Linked DNA regions of Sus scrofa: region 1 is linked to region 2. A link is a contact called in public Hi-C data. All regions are on one chromosome and are shown on one strand. Each heading gives the region's core, a stretch centred on a gene start, on an enhancer-like site or on the middle of the called end of the contact. The rest is flanking DNA. Distances are from core to core; before and after follow the strand shown.

Region 1 (3,786 bases), core at 321-2,820, 210 kb after region 2:
TCTTAGCCATTTATAGAGAGAATAAGAACAGAGAAGGACCACGGAATGAGCACAGGCGACAGAGTCAGACAGCCTCCTAAATAGCACCAGCCACTTGCCCAGTGACCTCAGCCAAGGAGCAGCTTCTTTCTGGGTCTCAGCGCTAAGAATAGCTACCTTGCATGGATCTTACACAGACACCCTGAGCTAAACATGGTGCTCTATTCCTGGCACACAGACCTCCATAAAGGGTGGCCTCTCTTAGGGTCTGTTTTCCTTGTTCTATAACTGTCACCCTGCACCCTTAGTGCCATGGAGAAGCCACCTTGGGCAGCTTTTTTGGGGTCCTGGAAGCATTCTCTCTCGGCCTCTGGGAGACTCTGTTGAAAAACCCTTCTTGGCTGTCTGACCTGCTGGAAATCTCCCCCACTTGCTTTGCCCTGAAGATGTGTTCTGTTTCTAACTCATTCCTACTCCTTGGACAAGAATAAAAACTCCAATAGTTTTCCACTGACCCTGGGCGGGGATGAGGGATAGCTTGTTATGATTTTATAAGGAAAGCGTAAATAATAAGTCATAAAACAGCCTGGCCACAGAACAGAGGGTCAATAAATTCTTGCTGGGGTAAAGCAGAAGTGATGGCTCGGTTTTTCCCTGGCTGCTTGTATTTGCTGTACTAAAGGACACCTAAGGTAAAAAATTCAAACAGCGCAGAAATACACAAGGGAGTGGTCTCCTTTATCCGCTGTCCTCTCAGCCCTTCCTGGCGATGCCACTGTTTACAATTCCTTGTGTATTTTTTCAAATATGACATGCACAGTCCAACCTATGTTTGTAAATTCTTTTGTTGTATTTGTTTTAACCTAGAGGGGTTTAAATCCTTTCATGGCTTCTGCCCTTACCTAGCAAGCTAGGCGCTGGAACTAAGGACACTGAGGGGCCTATTCGGAGCCCTTGATGGGACCCTCAGAGTACGGAATGATTTACCCAGGAAGGTTGGGGACAGTCTGCTCCAGGCTTGGGCTCTGACCTTCTACCTCCCGCCCCGCCCGCCCAGGTCTTGCAACCTCGCAGATGAGGCACGCCAAGACTGTGCCTGCCTCAGTTTCCCTGCCTGGAAAAGGGGAACTTGAATCCTCCCCAGAGTAATTCTGAGCATTGATGACAACGCCTGCGGGTGCTTGGGCCCCGGAGCACGTCGAAGCCTGGCTCGGCGTGGGGGCAAGGAGTGTGATCCCCTGGGGATTTTGCAGGGGTGCGGTCTGGAGGGCTCCACCACCTAGGTGAACGTGAGCTGCGTGCCTAGAGGGGTCGGAAAGGGGCGCAGAGGCAGCACTGGCACTTCCTGGGGCGTGAACCGCCCCAGGAGCTGCTCCGCTCCGCTCCTTCCCCGTCTGGGTCCATCCACCCGCCCTCCGCCGCCTTCCTCCCTCCTCCCCTCCTCCCTCGGTCCACCCCGCAGCCTGCTCTTCTCCTCCCTCTTCTCTTCCCCCTTCGCCCCCTCCTCCCTCCCTCCTTCCCCGGTGTCTCTCCCAAAACCCGGAGTGGATCGCCGGGCGGGACGGGCCCGCGCATGCGCAGGGGCGGTGCCGGCTCGGCCGCCAGTCGGAAGCTCCAGCTCCGAGCGCGGGGAGCGGCCGCCGAGGCTGCTCGGCTCCACCGCCCGCCAGGCCGTTGGCTCCTGCTCCCGGCCCGGGGCCTCCGGCTGTGTAAGTGCCAGGATCGGGCAGGGGATCGCGCCGGCAGCGGGAGGGCTGTCCAAGCGACCCGGCGCGCGAGGGCGCGAGTCGGCGTGTGTCCCGCCGAGGGGCTCGCCCCAGCCCGCACCTGCCTGGGCCACCTGCCGTGGCCCCTTTCCCCGCCTGGCGGCCGGGCTGCACCTGCCGCCTGTCGGGCCGCGGCCCCGACTCTCCTCCGGGGGCGGAGGCCGGCCCCTTCCCCGCTTCCGCCCCCGGGTCCCCTCCGGCCGGGCGTCCTCTCCTTGGCCCCCGCCCCCGGCCGGGACCCGTGGCCGGGCTGGGGCTGCTCGGAGCCGGGCTGCCCGCGATCCCGGCGCTGCCCTGCTCTCCCTTTCCTTCCTCGGTCTCTTCTGGATTGAAAGTGCCTCCGATCCCGCTCGGCGGCGTCAGGCGCTGTTTCCCGGGGACAAGATCCCCGAATTGGAAAGTCCGGCTTCTCCGGCCAGGTCTTGGGAACAGAGAGAGCCCGCGCTGTGTTTGCCTTGGTCTCTTCCCTGTATCTGCCCCACGTAAATGCCTTTTAACGCGGGGTTTTCTGCGGTGGGGATGGGGCGCTTGTTGATTTCACATGTTTTGATGGAGGGAGGGGCTATAGTGTTGAAAGCAGGGCTCAGTTTAGTTAAAAATGAGCTGAAGGCATGAGGCTTTGAGGTCCTCCACCCCCCTCCGCGCCAGTTTAAACTTGTGACTGGCGATTTTTAAAAGGTAGTTATAGTGGCTTCCTGGTCCAGCCCGGCTAGTATTTGTTCGCATGAGACAACAGCAGTAGAGGCATATTGGAGACCCAGGAATATTGCAGTCCTAAGGATCTGGCAGGTTTTTAGTTGTTTGTTAAACTGTGAGGCAGGCTAGTAGTATAGAAGGAAAAATAGTTCTCAAGAGATATTTTTTCAAATAAGAGCTTTGAGATAATGTTCACATACCATGAAGTCCACCCATTTAAATCATTCAGTTCCGTGGTTTTGGAATGTTCACAGTCGTGCAACCACTATTCCAGAACCTTTTCATCCCTTCAAAAAGAAATTCCACTCCCATTGGCAGTGTCCCCTCCTGCAGCCGGTGGCAGCCACAAATTTACTTTCTGCATTTGCAGAGTTGGGGCATTTCATGTAAATGAATTCATACACGATGTGGCCTTTTGGGTGTGAAAACTTTCACTGAGCATGCAGTTTTCAAGGTTCATCCGTGTCGTGGCAATGTCTGTATTTTGTGCGTTTTTTTTACTCTTTTGGCTGCAACCTCGGCATGTGGAAGTTCCTGGGCTCTGGATAAAACCTGAGCCACACCCTTAAGGCTGGATCCTTCCCCGCTGCAGTGAGCCAGGGATTAAAGCAGCACCACCACAGCGACAAGCCAGATCTTTGACCTCACTTTCCCACAGCAGGAGCTCCCTTTGTTCCTTTTTTGGCTGAGTAATATTCTATTGCATGGATAGACCATATTTTGTTTATCCCTTTATCAGGTGATGGAGATTCGTGTTGTTTCCACTTTTTGGCTGATAAATAATACTGCAAGGAGCGTTCATGTTACACGTTTTTGTACACATTTTTGTGTGGACATGTGTTTTCACATCTCTGGTATACACCTTGGAGTAGAATTGCTGTTCATATGATAACTCCGTGTTTAACTTTTTGAGGAACTACCAAGTTGAAGAAATGCATTCTTTTTTTTTTTGGCCGTGCTTGCGGCATGTGGAAGTTCCTAGGCCAGGGATCGAACCCCACCCACAGCAGCCACCCAAGCCACTGCAGTGACAGTGTCTGATCCTTAACCGGATGCACCACAAGGGGACAACAAGAAATACATCCTTGATTTTATTTATTTATTTTTTTGTCTTTTTAGGGCCACATTGGCGGCATATGGAGGTTCCCAGGCCAGGGGTTGAATTGGAGCTGTAGCTGCCAGCCTACACCACAGCCATAGCAACGAGGCATCCAAGCTGAGTCTGTGACCTGCACCACAGCTTAGGGCAACCCCAGAGCCTTAGCCCACTGAGCAAGGCCGGGGATCGAACCTGCAACCTCATGGATACTAGTTGGGTTTGTTAACCGCTGAGCTACCGTGGGAA
Region 2 (3,726 bases), core at 1,224-3,723:
AAGTACACTGTCCCAGCTCTGTCTTAAGCCTCCAGACTTGTTTTCTGCAAAGATACCAAGGGGGTTTTTTTGTTAAAAGGTCAATTCCATTCCTTTGCGGTGAGGCAATGTTGGATGATTATAAGAGGTCATGTTTCACAGCTGGCGCTCCCACGAACTTGCCAGAACAAGCCTTTTCCCTCGTGGCTTTTTTTTTGTCATCCAATTTCTTGCTATTCTTTCTCTGGATATTTTCCAAATTAGCTTAAGCGGCTCTGAACCTAGACGGATTTTCTGTCCAAAGCAAATTTTGTGATGTCATCATAAAATGATTATGTTTAGGTGATCAAAATCGTTTGTTTGTTTGTTTTTTAAGTTATTAAAACATAATAGAAGTGTTTTTAGTTTCAAAGAAAAGGATAGTAATATGATCACGCTTAGGAAAAGGGCCACCAACATGAAATAGAGTTTGAAAAAAAAAGCAGATAATAGTACAGAACTAAATCCGTTCCTGAACAGCCTTCCCTGAGTCTTCGTCTGCTTTATTTTTCATCTTAGACTGAGGGGGACAGACAGAGTTGTCCTCCCCGGTGAGTGAGGACACAGGGCGAAAGGGGCCTGGCTGTGCCTCGCCCGGCTCAGCAGAGGTGCAGCTCCTAGCCGACGTCCTTCCTCCCGCGGCAGCAGGAGCAGCTTGATGTCACCCACTCAGGACCCACTGCCCCTTCGCCCCCTAGAGCGCCTCTGTGTGGGAGACTGGCTTGTGTGTCTTAGCTGGGCCTGGAAACGCAGAAGCTATTGGACCGCTTTCGTGCTGTCTGTGAAAGTAGCTCAGAAGCGAAATCACATCTTGTCGCTCAGAACAGAGATTTGACGAGGCTTCTCCTCACCAGCCTGTAGAGCCTGGGAGAGCAGACGTCGCCGAGTAAAAGCAGGCAGGGCACGCTTAAGTTTTCATGTCCTTTTCCTCTGCATGGACTGTTTTGACTATTTTTCTTCTCAAGTGAGAGAAGTGAAAAATGAAACTAACATCAGATAAATACTCCTTTTCCCTGTTCCTGATTCTCTTCCTCGATGGGGCTCCTGGATGAGCAGAGAATGAGGCGCCAGGTCTGATGTGTGTTAACTGACACGCCTTCTTGGCCTTCATTGTTCCATCTGTTTGCGAGCTGGAGACTCAGAAGAAGCCACCGTCCCAGGAAGACACACGACGAGGGCCCGTGGCCAGTTCCCATGAGGCAGCTAAAAGCTTTCAAATGGAATGTATTGCTACTAAAAATATTTGTAGTTTGGGAAAATATGTTTCAGTTTGACCTCCTTGACCCTCCGCACATTCTGGGTTTTTTTCCTCTGGGTTCCTCAGCAGCCGTACGGAGAAAAGGCCAGAAGTGCTTCCACGTACACTCTTACTCCATCTCTGGAACAGTCTTCCCAGTGTAAAAGCAGATTATTTTGTGAGTTCTGGATATGCCTGACAGCGCTGAGCAGCACAGCGAGGTTTCTCAGAAGCATGTTGCTGTGCTATTTTGGGTTGCTTCCTGGTCACCCCAGCGTTGGTGCTTTAAGGGACAAGACAGGCGAGTTGTGTTAGAAAGAAGCCGGCTGAAGGCTTGTCCCCTGCCGCTGACAGGAGAAACTGGATCCAAGTCCAGCAGCCGTGGGAAGCTTGCCGTCAGGCAGTGAGATAACAGGTGGTAGGTGGGGCAGCGCTGGGACAGCAGAGGCAGTCGGCCAGGAGGGGGGGACGTGAGTGTGCGTGGATGGAGCCGGGAGGGGGCGTCTCCTGGCAGCAGGGTGTTTGTGGGGGAGAGTCACCTTCAGAAAGGGTGGCCCCTGCCCAGAACAGCCTTAGGGCCACACCTGTCTCAGATGGCGTTCCCGCTGCCTTGAAGAGTATGTCACCCTTGGCCTTCTCAGATCCGGCCTCTGTTGAAACAAGCTGAAGAACTTGGAAATAAGGACTTTTTTTTTTTTTTTTTTTTTTGCTTTTTGAGGGCCATACCTGCAGCATGTGGAGGTTTCCAGGCTAGGGGACGAATCGGAGTTACAGCTGCCGTCCTGCACCACAGCTCATAGCAGCACTGGATCCTTAACCCACTGCGTGAGGCCGGAGTTCAAGCCCAAGTCCTCACAGAGACTAGTTGGGTTCATTTCCACTGAGCCACAACAGGCTCTCCAGCGACAGTTTTTTAACCTTGATTTTTTTTTCCTGATTTGTATGGATTTGTTTAAAACTACAAACCTTTGGATATTCTGATTTGGGGTCTGTTACTAATTTTGAAGGCCAGGTGATAGCAGGGCATGGGAGGTGGCCCTTCTCAGGCCAGGGCCTGCATGGACCACTGCTCCCCAAGGCCTGCACTCCTTGGTGGGGGGTGACTGGTCAGTGGCCAGGCTCCCATCATGGTGACAGGCGGCTCTCTTATCACTCAGGCGTGTTGTGATCCGGGGTTGCTGGTCCTGGGTCTCAGGGCAAAAGCCACACAGATGGGCGTTCACAACCTGTTTCAACAAGACCCGGGGCCCGAGTCCCAAGGGTGCGGGCCCAGTGAGCACTGGGCAGTGGAGGTGCCACCAAGGCTGTCACTGCGGTTAAGGTTTTGTGGTGTCTCTCCATGACCACCTGCATGGAATGAGAGGAGACCCAGATCGTGTTTTGAGGAGGGGGTGGACTCTTTGGGCTAGATTTTGCTTTTCTCGAAAGTGCCGACAGGCTCCTTGAGGAAAACCTTCCCTTTCCTTTGAACGGAGCAGAGCCAGGGGGCGGTCCGGGGCGGTTCCTCGGCGCGCTCTGCGCCTTGGGACGCGGAGCCGGACCCGGCTTGGCTGGCGGGAGGTGGCGGGAGAGGAGGGGCGGCGAGTCGCCGGCCGTGGCGCGCGCGGCGTGGCGGGCAGTGGCTGCGGAGGCGCTCGTCAGCGCTGCTGCCGGTCTTCCCGATGAGATCAAGTGCTGCTTAAAGTGAAAGTTAGTGGGCGAGGTGTCGCCGCTGGATCACCTGATGCGGTGCCGGTGGGGGGCTGTCCTGAGCCCCTGTGTGCTTGAGAACGTGCTGCCTGCAGTTTCCCGGCCCTGAGCCACCGCCCAGGGGACCGCGGGGAGCTCAGATCCCCTCCCCACTGTGGCCGCCGGCGGCGCGGCCGCGCTGCTCCTGGAAGGGTCGGGGTGGGGCTGCCGCGTTCCCTCCCAGTCAGCCCCGCTCATGCCCTGTGTTGTCTCTCTAGCACCATCCTGGAGGAAGAGAAGGTGCAGCAGGAAGAGCGGATGAGGATGGAGTCCAGACGACAGGTCGCAGTGTCCTGGGACTCCGGAGGGTCCGACGAAGCGCCGCCCAAGGTAGCGAAGCCCCCCTCCCACATTTGGCCTCGCTGGGGTTCACTCTGGAGCTTTAAGGTCCGGGCAGCTGCTGGCTGTGGGGGAAGAGTCCTTACAGCTTTTGTTTCCAATCTGCTCCACTTCGGGGCGGCCCTTCTGTTCCTAATTTGCATTTCACCCTGGGCGACAGGATTAGAGGAGGTCCTCACACCCCACCCTGCCCCACCCCCATGATCAGACCCAAGCAGTTGCCTGCTCTGGGGAGGTTTCTCTCTGCTGGGTGTCAGGGACCTTACAGGTGGTCAAGCCAAGGCTGAAACACCAGGCCATGAACGCTTCACATTTCGCTTTATTTTACATTTAGTTGAAATGAGTCAACTTCTACCTGACCCTGTTCCTTCTGGGTTTTGTCTTTTGCTGAGAAGCTCATGCAC

What was found. A called contact is a pair of places that touch in the nucleus more often than the background predicts.
Region 1: a contact with region 2 is called in a Hi-C map of skeletal muscle, with 3 times the contacts expected there. The contact joins the promoter of TRAPPC9 here to the enhancer-like site in region 2. A contact is called at or near these places in 1 of 5 promoter capture datasets (fetal liver), 7 of 47 Hi-C or Micro-C datasets (embryonic fibroblasts, heart right ventricle, liver and 3 more) and 2 of 2 datasets of contacts at active chromatin or transcription factors (alveolar macrophages and skeletal muscle).

The regions. Positions count from the first base shown.
Region 1 is chr4:3,063,684-3,067,469 of Sscrofa11.1, forward strand. TRAPPC9 (trafficking protein particle complex subunit 9) reads left to right here and starts at 1,571. Exons shown (of 24, transcript XM_021088861.1): 1 at 1,571-1,688.
Region 2 is chr4:2,855,603-2,859,328 of Sscrofa11.1, forward strand. PTK2 (focal adhesion kinase 1) reads left to right here. Exons shown (of 31, transcript XM_021088851.1): 23 at 3,202-3,313. Among named protein-coding and RNA genes, the nearest start is that of MIR151, 8.4 kb to the left of the region's middle. Within about 2 kb of position 2,474, at least 36 of the 83 cell types and tissues checked have an H3K27ac peak or open chromatin away from gene starts, as enhancers often do. A contact at or near this core is called in fetal liver, retroperitoneal adipose tissue, skeletal muscle and 1 more, where this site is marked.